4 separate regions of the Mus musculus genome follow, and all the other regions are linked to region 2. The links are chromatin contacts, called in public HiChIP or PLAC-seq and promoter capture Hi-C maps. All regions are on one chromosome and are shown on one strand. Each heading gives the region's core, a stretch centred on a gene start, on an enhancer-like site or on the middle of the called end of the contact. The rest is flanking DNA. Distances are from core to core; before and after follow the strand shown. Region 1 holds the start of BC048403 (cDNA sequence BC048403). Region 2 holds the start of Helb (helicase (DNA) B). Region 3 holds the start of Gns (glucosamine (N-acetyl)-6-sulfatase). Region 4 holds the start of Rassf3 (Ras association (RalGDS/AF-6) domain family member 3).

The links. Promoter capture Hi-C pulls out the DNA fragments that hold promoters and counts their contacts. HiChIP or PLAC-seq counts read pairs in DNA pulled down with a chosen protein or histone mark.
Region 1: a promoter capture Hi-C map of pre-B cells shows a contact between it and region 2, with 2.6 times the contacts expected there. The contact joins the promoter of BC048403 here to the promoter of Helb in region 2. A contact is called at or near these places in 3 of 39 promoter capture datasets (liver, neutrophils and pre-B cells) and 1 of 9 other capture datasets (liver).
Region 3: a FOXA1 HiChIP or PLAC-seq map of pancreatic cancer cells shows a contact between it and region 2. The contact joins the promoter of Gns here to the promoter of Helb in region 2. A contact is called at or near these places in 4 of 39 promoter capture datasets (the 3T3-L1 cell line, the C10 cell line, hippocampal neurons and 1 more), 1 of 115 datasets of contacts at active chromatin or transcription factors (pancreatic cancer cells) and 1 of 9 other capture datasets (adipose tissue).
Region 4: a promoter capture Hi-C map of the C10 cell line shows a contact between it and region 2, with 4 times the contacts expected there. The contact joins the promoter of Rassf3 here to the promoter of Helb in region 2. A contact is called at or near these places in 2 of 39 promoter capture datasets (the C10 cell line and the SN4741 cell line).

What each region holds. Positions count from the first base shown.
Region 1 is chr10:121,738,019-121,741,629 of GRCm38.p6, reverse strand. BC048403 (cDNA sequence BC048403) reads right to left here and starts at 1,700. Exons shown (of 3, transcript NM_173022.3): 1 at 1,420-1,700. The coding sequence starts at 1,654.
Region 2 is chr10:120,111,148-120,114,490 of GRCm38.p6, reverse strand. Helb (helicase (DNA) B) reads left to right here and starts at 1,526. Exons shown (of 13, transcript NM_080446.2): 1 at 1,526-1,806; 2 at 3,263-3,343. The coding sequence starts at 1,629.
Region 3 is chr10:121,363,784-121,367,378 of GRCm38.p6, reverse strand. Gns (glucosamine (N-acetyl)-6-sulfatase) reads right to left here and starts at 2,289. Exons shown (of 14, transcript NM_029364.4): 1 at 2,021-2,289. The coding sequence starts at 2,188.
Region 4 is chr10:121,474,950-121,478,393 of GRCm38.p6, reverse strand. It overlaps Rassf3 (Ras association (RalGDS/AF-6) domain family member 3), which reads left to right and starts at 2,144. Exons shown (of 5, transcript NM_138956.3): 1 at 2,144-2,391. The coding sequence starts at 2,284.

The DNA of each region.
Region 1 (3,611 bases), core at 451-2,950, 1.6 Mb before region 2:
GGAAACCCAGTTGCTCTTTCTCATTCTATATATCTGGTACATACATACATACATACATATGGGGAGGATAATCCTATGGATGGGCTCAAACAACAATAAAGTTAAGAATCATGGTACCTGGGTCAATCATTGTTTTTATAGGGAGGAAGCCTAAAACATCTCAAACTGCCAGAATATTATCCACCTTCGATATTACTGCTAGAATGTATCATATATATGATATATATCAAATGCATACATGAATAGTCATCATATAAATAATATTTGTACATGCTTTGAATAAAGGATATATATACATATATATGTATATATATATATATACACACACACACACACACACACACACACACTCAATCTGGTTATTCAAGGCAGGTGTGTTCAGGTTTGAGACCCACCACCTCCCATAAAATGCATACCCAACTCACTACACTGTAGAAAACAGGACAGTAACCCTGTAATAGCAATTGCACCTTTGGGCCCATTAGAGAAAAACAGAGTAAAATCTCTGGCCACTTTTTACCAATAACTAAGTAACAATCATTTGAAAAGCTACAGGCCTTATCATCTCAGAAAGTCCTTTGCCCAGAGTGTTTACCAAACGTTCAGTATTCAGCGAGCTACCTGGCAATAGAAGGGGATCAACTCTATATGTAACGTACACTCTCACTCTCTTTGATGCCAGAGATGTGTATCCTTCACTCACGAAAGGCCCTCCAACTTGTAATAACTAAAGGGTCAAGAAGAAACCTAAGTATTACAACTGCCTATTCCAATTTTTTGGTAGTCAGCTATCATTTGTCATTATTATTAAAGGTAATACTTTGAATGCACAGCCCTTGGCTTTTATGAAGCCGACTGTTTCTTGTAGTGGTAGTCCTGCATCTTATTTTGAGGGTTAAAATTTACATGAGGACTAGCAGTGTTCACTATCCTGTCCCTTAACGCTTCTCCAGTTAAGGTTTTGCATAATTCCTGCCCTTCCTGGCCAGGATCTGAAGAGGGGACAGGACGCCCCTCTGTATAAGAGGCCAGACAAAATAGCATTTATTAACACACCTAGCTTCCATCGCCTGCTTTTGCTCCTCAGACCGCAGTGAGGTCTAACTAGTGAGTTAGAACGGGGACACAGAACTTGGTTAACTTGTCATTTATGAAACCAGTCCATGCACGGTGCAAAACCGTAAACCCACGGGGTTTGGAGCATGCCCAGGGAAGAGCATCCTCCCAGTCCACCTAGGCAGCGATGGCACAGGCCGGTGGGCGGAGCTTGCGGCACACTAGGGAAGAAGGGGCACCGGTGGGAGGAGACCTGGGCAGAGTGGAGCCTGCCGCTGGGAGTGACGAGGCACCCAAGCCAAGCAGACCAGGCAGCGCACCCCCTTTCCTTCCTCCTCAGGGGCAGGGGCGGGGCGGAGGTACCTAGTTTCTGCCCCAGGTAGGTGAGGCTGTGATAGACCTTCTCAGCCGCGGCCAGGTGCGCCAAGGCCGCCAGCAGCGACAGCCAGCTGCCCCCCGCGCTCTTGTTGGCCTCTCGTTCCTTCTCCACATTGTCCTTGGCCTTGTCGTAAGAGAAGATACCCAGGTGAGAGAAGAACGTCTCCAGCACCGCCTGTTCCACCGGCACCGGGGCGGCTAGCGGGATAGACTCCCCCATGCGACCTGCGCGCCAGCTCCACCCACGTGGCTCCGCTCGCACTTCCGGGTTCTGAGGGGGACGCGCGTGCGCAGCTGCGTGCGTGCGCGTGCCCGCGGCGGGGCGGGCGAGCCGGCTGGCGGCGGGATGCTCCCGGGGCTCGCAGAGGGCGTGGCGGAGGTGAAAGGTGGAGGTGGCTACCAAGCCTAGGAACCTGAGCTTCCAGAGCCAGAGACCTGCAGCGGAGCCACCTCCAGCCCCGGGACGTCTCCTGCCCTCCGGAGGCCCCTGGAGGCCAGCGCCTTAGCGCGGATGACGTCACACGGGCTTGACGTCAGCTCTTGCGTGTCCATCAGAGCCAGAAGCCTTATCAGCCCTTACACCACCAAGGTTGTCAGATGGAAGCCAGACAGGAGTTCATAGCTAGTCGCCTAGTTTTCAAACCGACACACGCCATCAGTTAACATACCTGGCTAAGTCAGATCTGCATGAGTCGGTCAGCTTCCAGAGCTACAACTCTCTTCAGAGTTGCCCATCCATCTCCAACTCCATGAAGCTTCCTTGCGGGGGTTCTCAGAGTCAGGAATGACTTCCCATGAAATCGGTGCATTTTGTCATGCAGTTTCTTCACACGTTCATACGACATTTAAGAACACTAAACCATCTCAGCTCACAAGTGTGCTTTGAAATATTTCACGTATAAATTGTACGAATTAGAGAGTTTCACTGGGACATTTCCACGCATGAATATATCATGCTTTGACCATGTCCATCTCTCCTTCTCTCTCTTACACTCCTCTCTTCATCTTCCTTTGGCTTTCTTCCCAGTCCCTAAAAGTCCTTCTTCTCACATAATGCAAACCTAGGAAAAATAGTCACAGGGTATGCCAGACAAAGGGCTAATGTTTTAAGTTTTAATGGGCCAAGATCTCTTTCTAACCAGTAAAAACGAGAGGTTATGGACCTGTTGAGATGACTGTGTAGGGGCACTCGCTGCCCTGCCTGAGGCTCTGAGTCAGATGCTAGAAACCTACATGAGGAGTGCTGAGTCCTGCACGTTATCCCCTGACTTCCACATGAGCACGCAGGTATACTCACACAAAAACACGTGTTTGAAAGGCTATGTACATACTAGTCTCAAGAGAAATATGAAATGCAATTTTTATACCCAATTGAACCATTCAAAAGAATGCAGGCTAACTACTATACTCCTTATGAAGTGAAACTTCTTTCTGCTGAAGGGTCTGTGTAGAGAGAGTTGGTCTTGAATAGTCCGAGGCCTCTGCCTACTGTGTGTCAATGATACCCAGACCCAAAATAAGTTTCAAATATTGTTATGTGGGCTGGAGAGATGGCTCAGCAGTTAAGAGCACTGACTGTTCTTCTGGAGGTCCTGAGTTCAAATCCCGGCAACCACATGGTGGCTCACAACCATCTGTAATGAGATCAGACGCCCTCTTCTGGTGTGTGTGAAGACAGCTACAGTGTACTTACATATAATAAATAAATAAATCTTTGGGCCAGAGTGAGTGGGGCTGGAACAAGCAGGAATGTGTGTGTGTGTGTGTGTGTGTGTGTGTGTGTGTGTGTGTGTGTGTTGTAGGGGCATGTGTTCACATGAGTGTGTGCCTGTGTGTTTGAGTGCACATACTCAGTATGTGCTTTCATGTAGAGACCGGATATTATTGTTTCAGGTGTCTTTCTTAATTTTCCCCTCCCTTTTTCTTTAACACGGGTCACTCGTTGAGCCTAGAGCCCACAGATTGTTTAGGTTAGCTAGCCTATGAGCTCGAGGGATCCAACAGTCTTGACCCACCCACAGCCCAGGTTACAAACATTTGTCTCAAGCCCAGCTTTTATGGAGGATCTGATTTTAGGTCCTTGCACAGCAGTCACTTATGGACCGACCCACCTCCCAACCCTGCCCCCACAGCCCCCAAACAAAATTTCAAGGGCTGCTATATATAGTGTGAAGGTA
Region 2 (3,343 bases), core at 277-2,776:
AAAGTTTTCCTCCCAGGAATATTTACCAATATACCTTAGGGGAAGATTAGTTCAGTTTTTCTCAAAACACATTATACCACAGTCCCTCTACATCTGTGGGGGGGGTGATTTCTGACCTCCTCAGATACTAGGGAAAATGCTATAGAGAGGGATAGAGAGATGGCTCTAACTGCTCTTCCAGAGATAGGTCCATTCCCAGCACCCACGTGACAACTAAGTATACAGCCTGGAAGTTTTGCTTTGGGTATGCAGAGTGCACAGACACATATGCTAGCAAAAAAAAAAAAAAAAAAAAAAAACCTCACGCACATGAAAAAAAAAGGAATCTAAAAGAAAGATGCCTGTGCGTATTCGTTATGGTTGATCCTATGCACGTGACATTTGGGTATGACAAATGCCTTTATTAGAAACCAGCAACACAGCTTTGGGGTTTAATAAAAACATAGTTTTTAGGATTAACGTTAGGATAATTACATAATAAACAATAACCTTAAAGTAAAATAGTATTTTATAGCGCCCCTTAAAGGGCACCGCGACTTTTAAACACTATCCATCTAGAGAACCGCGGCCGCAGTATTCAGCTTTTGTTCTTTTTTTTTTCTTTTCTTCTTTTTTTCTTTCGAGACAGGGTTTCTCTGTATAGCCCTGGCTGTCCTGGAACTCACTTTGTAGACCAGGCTGGCCTCGAACTCAGAAATCTGCCTGCCTCTGCCTCCCTAGTGCTGGGATTAAAGGCATGCGCCACCAAGCCCGGCTGTTCTTTTTTTTTCTATCTCAAGTCTGCATATTCTCTGGGCTACAAGTCCCCACCTTTTGCTTTACTGAAAACAGGAACTAGGGCGGTGGACCTAGAGTGTGTTCCAGGTCAGCCAGGGCTACACAGAGAAACCCTATCTCGAAAAAACAACAAAACAAAACAAAACAAAACAAAACAAAACAAAACAAAACAAAAAGAAGTCGAGGAGAGTAGTATATAAACGGGAAAGAAAGCCAGTGGTTTCCAAAGCGGGAAAAGCATAAAAATGGACAACCCAGGTCATGCATTAAAAATGAGAAAGTACATCACAACTTTAACTCCCAATGCAGAGGATATATACAAAGGGACCTAGTTATCTACTTGGATAAATGCCCTCCCTACATGATGTAAATTCAACTTCTCCGCGGCGCTTTTACGTGTAAGGAGGCACCTAGCCGTCGCCACCACGCTCTCCGGATTGGAGATTCACTCTTTTGGGTAGTGCCCCAAGGTCTTTAGAGGCCTCTGCTGTGTTCTTTTTAAGAGAGCGGGCAGAGGATGCCCTGCTTTCCCGGGGTTCTCTGCGCCCAAGAGTCGTGACCTTTCACCACGTCTCCTTCTCCGCAGGAAACGCCCAGCACCTCTAAAAAGAGCAGTTCTGAAACTGTCAGCAGCCAGCCCGCCGTGGTACCTCCCAGCCTGCTGGTCCCGCCTGTCACCAGTCTCCTCCTTTGGGGCGGAGCATCGCTCAGACCACGCCCCCATACCGCCCGCCTCCTGGATGTTCCCGGAAGCTGACCGGCTTACCCGGGTCGAGTTGATTGGTTGCAGTTTTGGACACCGCGCGCCAGGTTTTGTAGAGTTGTTTTGAGCCAAGTTCGCCGAAGAGATAATGGCTAGGCAGGATCGTCTGCGCGAGCTCCTGGGCCCTCTGCACCCGTACAAGAGCGACGACGAGGAGGAGGATTGTGCGCAGGAGGAGGAGGGGGAGCAGGAGGAGGAGTTTGTGGATGCCGAGGAACTCTGCAGCGGGGGCATCAAGGCGGGCAGCCTCCCTGGGCGCGCGCGAGGTGAGCCAGCGCCAGCCGGGCCGGGTTGGCAGGGGTCAAAGAAGTATTTTCGATTCTCACTGCCCGGCACCCAGCGTCCTTGACTGTTGACAGACAGACCTGTGGTGTGACTGGCTGCTTCACCGTACTTAGATGTGGTAGTAATAGTCGTAATGACTCAGAGCACATACTGTGTTAAGCTTGGTTTTTTCATATATCGTCTCGCTTAAAGTTAACAGTTGGGGGTAGTTTTACAGTCGAGGAAATAGATGCACCCTCATTCCCACCCAGAAACAGAATCCTTTAATTATTGTACCACGCTGGCTGAATAAGAGACGGAGTTGCTGTTAAGCAACTTTGAGAAAAAGAGCAAGCGCGCGGAAACACACGGCCACACACACACACACACACACACTCACATACACACAGATTTACACATATACATACACACATACATAAACACACTCATACACATTTACACACATACACTTACACATACATATACATGCCCACACATTCACACATACATGTTCATACACACACACACACACACACACATTGTATTTTCATGGTCTAGTACAGTAATAGCTGCTGACCAGGACCATGTGTGGCAACTGACCATTGGCAATTTAAACACAACTTTGGCTGTGTTTGAAATTAAATAGAAAGGATTACATGTTGATGGAAGTGTAACTGGCTATCCTGGCCAAGCATTTGCTACTGGGACAGGCCAGGGAGAGAAAATGGCGAAGTTGCTGTCTCAGTGGAAATACTACTTGTGAATTAAGCAGCCATTTTGGTTTTTTTTTTTTTTTGAGATTTATTTATTTTGTGTACATGAGTGCTCTATCTGCATCTATACCTGCATACCAGAAGAGGGCATCAGATCCCATTATAGATGATTGCGAACCACCATGTGGTTGCTGGGAATTGAATTCAGGACCTCTGGCAGAGCAGCCAGTGCTCTTGGCTGAGCCATCATGTCTATAGCACCTAGGCAGACATTCTTTAATCAGAGAAGTAACCCCAACTTAGTACTTAGTACCAGACAGCACTTGGAGAAGTGACATTCATGAGATGCAGACACGGCTTTGCTAAAGAAGTCCGCTGAGCTGAGCTCTGTGGTAACTGTAGGAACTGGCCAGGAGCAGCATGTACCTCTGAGTAACTTCATGCAGAGGGAGGCACCATGGAAAATTCTTTAAGACCTACATAAAGGCTGATACTGGCTAAGGCGGCGGTAATAGGGAGACTGGATTTAGAAGAATCAGATTCATGGCTTGAATTGTGCCTACTTCAGCAACACCCAGATGGAGCAGCATTCTGTTGTAGACAGAGTCAGTCAGAGTGAGGTGTTCCAGGTAGCGGGTAGATGTCTGTATGGGTGCTGCCTGTGTGTATGTGTGAGGGGATCAGAGTGAGGTAAATGTCGAGGGAAATCATAACAAATTTCCTGTTATCTCCCCTTCTCATTTAGTGTCTATCCCTGATGAGTATACTAAAGAGAAATGTACCGTGTACGGACGTTTCCCACTCAAAGGTCCGTGGTGGCGCGTGA
Region 3 (3,595 bases), core at 1,040-3,539, 1.3 Mb before region 2:
ACATCACCCCGGCTCAGCTCGTCACTCTGCTATCCTATTTGACAGTCAGTGTCACGACTCCACAAGGGGCCACCAGAAAAGTCAGAATTCCCTGAAGTGCTAGGGGCTGCAGCTTTAAAACAAGCAAACACCATTTCCTCATTTATTTAGCGTCCACGGCACTTGTACGATCCAGGGAAGGAACCCATGTTGTTGACAGAACATGTGTGGGAAGCTGCAAGCTTCTTTTGTTTTGGTTTCTCTGGCTACTACAAATACTTTATATATATTTTAAAAAAAGAGCCCAGGGCCATCGAGGTGACTCAAGGGTACATGCAAACCTCTGCCAAGCCTGAGGAGTTTAAGCTCCCAGGACACTCGTGGAGAAGGGGGGACGCCGTCTTCTAACCTCCACTCTATTCAGGCCACTGTGTGCACATACGCTCCCCCTATACACACATCCTACTGGTATAAAGAAGCAAACAGAAAAAGAGAAAGTTCTAGAGGCAAGTACCATTAACACAAAGTGAAAGACCTCGACTATACACAGACAACAGCTGTGCTAAGTGACAGTCACTAAGCTGGGGCACCTTATATGTAAGTAGTGGATTTTGTTTCCAACAGCAGTATTAAGGCTGACCTGTTGAGTACTCTGGGAGAGACAGCATTTTTTTTTTTTTCCTGAACAAAATACTTTTTTTTTTTTGAAATCCCAGCACCGGTGAAACAGAAGATGGATCTCTGTGAGTTCAAGGCTAGCCGCGGCTATACAGTGAGACCCTGTCTCAAAACGAAACAAAACACAACCAAACAAACGAAATAAAGCAAAGAGAAAGAGAAAGAAAGAGAAGAGAGCTATGGGAACTGTTGGAGGGAGGGATAATAAAACCTAAGAGGGAATTAAGTCAAGACTTTTGGTACAGGGGGTGGGGGCTCGCTCTGAGAGAGAACTGGCTTAGCAGGCCCTCCAGCAGGGTGGGAGGGGAGAAGAGATTCAACATCCTTATGGCTCAGGGGATACCACAACAGCAACAAGGCGATGAATGGGATCTATGTAGATATAGAGAAGGGCCAAGGGGATTGGTAACAGAACACCATCTAGAAAAAGACAGTTCGCGGAAGGCAAAGTGTTACTGCCCAGCCCAGAAATACACAGGCTCTGCTAACCATTATCACATGTGACACGTGGAAAACCAAAATGTTGGCTCACTAGACTCATTTCACAACTCACTGATCAGCTGGGACCAGCAACTTGAAGGACATTGAGCCAGGGTTAATGACCACACAGGAAAAAGTAGGACCCTCCTGCTTAGAGGTTTCACAGCTACCGCAATCAGCTGAAAGCAGAAGGAGAACCGAAAGAGGGAGAGAGTCTCGACTTGTTTCTTTTTCCTTTTTAGTGAGAGCAATGCTGACCCAGGACGGAATACCATTGGAGGGTTGGTCCTAATCTGCCTCCTCCCGCTCAGTGCTTTGGGCAAATCCCTAGAGCACCAATGGATGGAGATTGGCGTTCATGTTCCCAAAGGTCAAATTCCGGAACCTCGAAAGAGCAGAAGTGACTGGGAAGGAAATGCAGTCTTCATGACTAACACCCATTAGACCTAAATTGGAGCCCTGACAGTAATGCCTCAGCCAACTGTTCGATTAGGCCAATTGATTTTGGTTTTGATGCTTCTTAAGCAAAAACACTCTCTGTCAATAACAGCTCGACAGCCTACAAACCCACTTTTATAGCCACCACAGAAGCACGGATGCCGACGTCCCAGGTCCTCCGTGAAGAGGGCTGACGTGGCCTCGGATCTCCCTAATCAATCACTGGCCTCCACAGGTTTGCCCTGAGCGGCGAGTGTCCACTGCAGCAGTAAGGTCCAGGCTGGAGGCACCGTGCGCACGGTGCGAGCCTGTGGGTGAGCTCGGGGGAGGAAGCCGGGTCCCATGACTCGTCCAAGCTCCCGGAGGGCCCGGAGTGACCGCGCACAGCCACCCACGGCCAAGCGGCCCAGCAAAGGGGCAAGGGGAGGGCGTGGACACGAGTTACCATGCCGCCGAGCTCCGCGTCCTGGTCGTCGGTGAGCAGCAGCAGCACGTTGGGCCTGCGAGCCGCCCCCACGAGCCCCAGGCAGCCTCCCAGCAGCGGCAGCAGCAGCAGCGCCGGCAGGCGGCGGGGACGGCCCGGCCGGGGCCCGGCTGCCGAAGGGAGCCGCATGGCGGCCAAGCTCCGCGGGGGAACCGAGAGCTGCGGAGAGACGCCGGTGAGCGCAGGAGACGGGGTCAGGCTTTCTCTCCCTAGGCGAGATCACGTGAGGCGGGGCAGGGGGCGGGGCGCGTCGTCACGTGACGGGCGGCCGTGGGCGGGGCCTGGGGAGCGGCGGAGAGCCCGGGCGCTGGGCAGGGCTGGACAGAGCTAGGACCGCGCGGAGCCTGGCCTCGCCACTGGTTAGGCCTGCTCCTGATGCTGCAGGAGGAAGGACAGAGCACCGGAGATGAAGACAGGAGTCAGTCCGCTCATCTTCCCTCCAGAGTGAAGCAGCGCACGTGCTGTGAACACAAGATCAGCTGCTGGTTAAAGTCCCGGCCAGTCCTGGGGTTAATGGACAGCTCTGCCTGTGTCCTTTGACTTTTCACCTGTCGAGGTGAAGTTCTCATTTGGCTCAGCTGTTGTTATTCCACTTTCCTCGGCTGGCATGTACTTTCAAACAATTTAGGAACGTCTTTACGACGCTAGGAGCTCTGGTCAACGTTTCAAGTTTTAATCACACTTTAATTTACATTTATTTTTGTGGGTTTTGCGTGCTCACGCACCTTCCGCGGCACGTGTGTGGAGGTCGGAGGGCATCTTGCGGGCGTCAGTGCTTTCTTTCTGTGGAGTGAGTGCAGGGGATCTAACTCAGGCCCTCAGGCTTGGCGGCAGGTGCCTTGGCATCTTGGCCAGTCCTACTTGGTGAGTTTTTGCAAGCCTTCTTGGAAACTTAGAAGTGCATGGCTCAGTGGTTACGAGTACTAACTGCTGCTCTTCCAGAGGTCCTGAGTTCAAATCCCAGCAACCACATGGTGGCTCACAACCATCTGTAATGACATCCGATGCCCTCTTCTGCTGTGTCTGAGGACAGCTACAGTGTACTTATAATAAATAAATAAATAAATAAATAAATAAATCTTAAAAAAGAAAAGAAGTGCACGACCAGTAGCAACACATCCTTTGTTGAATGAAACCTCAAAAAATATTTTAAGTTAGCTAAAAAGTTAAGTTGCTGTTAGGGATTCCTGCGAGGTCAATGCACGATATACCAAGTGAGCACTGTTCTATGCAGAACAAAAGAAGGTACAGCCATTTGCCAGTTGATTGTGTGTTGGACTCACACCTTTGCGATTTCTTTTTAAAAGATTTATGTGCATGAGTGTCTGTCTGCATGCATGTATGTGTACTATGCTTGCCTAGTTCCTGGGGAAGTCAACGAGAGCGTCTGACCCTTGGGACTGGAGTTACAAATGGTTGTGAGGCACCACGAGGGTTCCTGGGAGTTGACATGGGTCCTCTGCAAGAGTACCATGTGCTCTTAACCACTGAGACATCTGTCAGACAACTGGACACAGAACCTTCGAAAAGTATTTT
Region 4 (3,444 bases), core at 895-3,394, 1.4 Mb before region 2:
ATGCCAGCACTTGGGAGGCAGAGGCAGGCAGATTTCTGAGTTCGAGGCCAGACTGGTCTACAAAGTGAGCTCCAGGACAGCCAGGAGACCCAAAAGCAAAAGAAAACAAAACAAAAACCAATCCAAACCATGAAAGATCTTTTCTGTTTCTGTGTCTGTGTCTACTCTAGGTGACGCATGGATAATATAATATAAATATAATAATATAATAAAACACGTTTGTTAAATCGTTTACCCCAGGCTGGAGAGATGGCTCAGGTCACAAGGTCCTGAGTTCCCAGCAACCACATGGTGGCTCACAACCATCTACAATGAGATCTGGTACCCTCCTCTAAAGGCATACATGCAGGGAGAACATTATATACATAATAAATCAACAAATCAATAAATCTTTAACCCACCCACTACTCAAACTGGAGTATTTAACTGAAGCCCCTGTTATTTCAATATGGCATTATCTGAATGATGTCACAGTAGGAGTTAAAGAAGACAAATCTTGCATGGAGTGATTGTCCTCTTCTCTTACATTTGGCTCCTAAGTACACAAGGAACCTGTAAAGTAAGGCTTTCCGGCTAAAGGAAGAGTAAAGCCAGACTCTGCTTTCTAGTCATCCATAGTCGAGTGGTGCCTGGGAAGAAGTCTTTCAAGTAAGGGCTTTAAAATAGGCTGTGACTCTAAGGCCCCTCTGGGGGTGAGTTCCCTGGAGTGAAAGGCCAGTTTGCATGCTGAACACGTGAATAAATCTGCAGGAAGGCAGATAAGTCAGCCTTCTTTCTGCCCGAGGGAGGAAGGAACTACACAGGAGCCATTTCTTTCCCTTGTCCCAGACTTCTCTCCGGTCTGGCTTTCCCCCCTTCTCGTTCTCAAGTGACGATTAGGCACTCAGTCCTGATTCCAGGAAGGGTACACAAAAACGCCACAGAAGCAGCGGGTCTCAGCCTGAAGGCGACTGCTACCTTTATGTTTTAGTCACAGCACTGGGGGAGTAGAGGAGAAAAGGGCTTAGCCATAAGCAATGACGAGTTTCTCTTTTAAAAAACTCCTTAAAAAACAAAACAAAAATTCTGCTACGGCCTGCATATCATAGCAGCCTTAAAGCTTCAAACCCTCTTTCCCATCAAGGTCTCTTGCAAGCAAGTTAGTAGGACTCAAGTCAACTCCATCACGCCAAGGGGAAAACGACCCCCCAGGTCACCCTAAGCAAAAAAAAAAAAAAAAAAAAAAAGTCGCATTTTAAAAATTTAGCAGATTCCCGAAGGGAAACCTTGTTTTTTGTTGTGTGGGTGAGAACGGAGTGGTCTAATCTACTTGCTCCCCCATGGGGTGACCATGTAAGGTTGCTTGTGGGAGGCGACATTTCCAAAGTGCATTTAAATTAAAAGTACTGGATTGTTCGGTGATTATGAAATTTGTCCCCCAAATTCTCAACTGCTTTAGCCATCCACATTTGGGACACGCCTTCGCCACAGGGAGGCGGGAAAGCTTTACCACCGAAGTTCAAAAGAACCAGAGAGGATGTTTTCTTTCAAATAAGCACAACCCAGTCGCTCTTACCCCACCCACCTCTGCTAACTTATAACGGTTTGGGAGGGGCCAGCCGCACGCGTGGCTCGACCCCCTCGACCCAGACCGTTTCCACCAAGGCCGAGCCCGAAGGAGAGTGGGAAAAGTTCTCCATTATATTGCCGCCCTCTCCAAAACTTCGGCTCCAGTGACGGGAAATCACTGAGGAGTTTGCAGATTCCGGGAGGTTGGGGAAGCCCTCGGGAGAACTGTTCCAGCAGGGGCGGTGCTCGAACCCACCTTCCTCCAACAGTCCACCGGTGCTAGGACGGAGGGGCGTGGCTGAGGGCCGCGGGCGGGGCCCCACCTGCGCGCGCGGAGCTGGGCAGGACGCAGCAGCGGAGGCCCGTGGGGCGGGGCCTGGGCGGGGCCTTGGTAGCAGGGGCGTGGCGTGTGCTGGGTCCTTGACGGGCTGGGGGCGGGGTCTTGGCTGGGCGGGGTCTGGTTTGAGGTGGGTGGGGCCTTGCCAGGCGTGGGGGGCTGGGTCCAGGAGGGGGCGGGGTCGTGGCGCACCAGAGCCGGGAGGCGCCCGGAGAGGGCGGCTGATCCTGCGGGAGGGGACCAGACGGCGGCTTGAGCGGCGGCTGCAGCTGCAGCAGGACGGCTTGCCGGCGGCTCGGGGCCGCGCGCCGGGAACCTCACGGGGCGGGCGGGCGCCGCACCCCGGCCTGGCCGCCTGCGCCCCGGGGAGGCCCCCTGCGCGCAACCGGACCAGCAGCATGAGCAGCGGCTACAGCAGCCTCGAGGAGGACGAGGACTTTTTCTTCACCGCCAGGACCTCCTTCTTCAGGAGAGCGCCTCCGGGCAAGTCCCGTTCGGGTCAGCCGGTGAGTGGCGTGCTCGGGGGTCTTGGCTCCACGTGTCTGCGCCCGCGCTGGGCGATGCTCGCCCGAGGGCTGCGGGGCTCTGAGAGTGGCCTTTGCCCTTTCGGCGCCTGAAAGGTGCTGGGAGCCTGTGCAGTGGGCGTGGGCCGCCCGAGGCGAAGGAAGGAGGTGGAAGGGCGCGGAGCCAGATGGCCTGGGCCTCTCTGCTTGGGGGACGCCGGCTGCGGGAGCAGCTCCAAAGAGCCGGGAGGTCCCCGGGCCACTCGGGATGGCTCCCCCGACAGCCCTTCGGGGCGACGGCCGGGTCACCGCGCCGTCCTGGCTGCAGTTTGCTTCTAGCTGCAGTTTGCTCGATGGCCCTGAGTGGCTTGAGGGCACGCAATAGCCCAAAGTGACCGAGCAGCCCCGGTGCGGGCAAGCTGCAGGGTAAAGGGACCGGGCGATCGTCGGTGCTCACTAAAGTCTGGGTCTCATCAGGTCCGGTTTGCGGGTCCTGCGGACGTCCTGGGTAGACTTAGCTCCAGAGGGCTGAGCCTTACGCCGATTTCTTCCTTTTTTGGAGGAAGGGTGCCGTGGGAAGCGTGGCTTGGGAAAAGACAGTACGGGAAGTTGTGCCAGTTTCACAGATCGGGACAGGGATTATTATTATTTTTTTTTAGGGGCGTCTTCCAAATGGGGCACTTTGGCCGGACTTGTAAGGTCGGCGCTTAACCGGTGGCCTTCTGGCCCTGGAAGCCGCACCAGGGAGCCTGGCCAGCTCGGCCACGCTCTCGTCAGATATAGGAGCTTTAACGGAACAAACTTGTTGCTCCTAAAAACACCACAGACGCACACCAGAGGTTTCTGTCAACTCTGGAGATGAAAAACAAGAGAAACTAATCGTTCAGAGGCCCAGTGATGGGGATTTTGGTGGAGAGAAATCTCTGCCCAGACTGCCCTTGCCAACCCTTTTAAGTTTAACAGGCCGTTGTTTTCTAAAGTAAAACTCCTTTATCAGATTTGGAAGTTCTAGGCTTTTTGGTCTATTAGATTTCCAAACTAAGAGGAGGAGGAGGG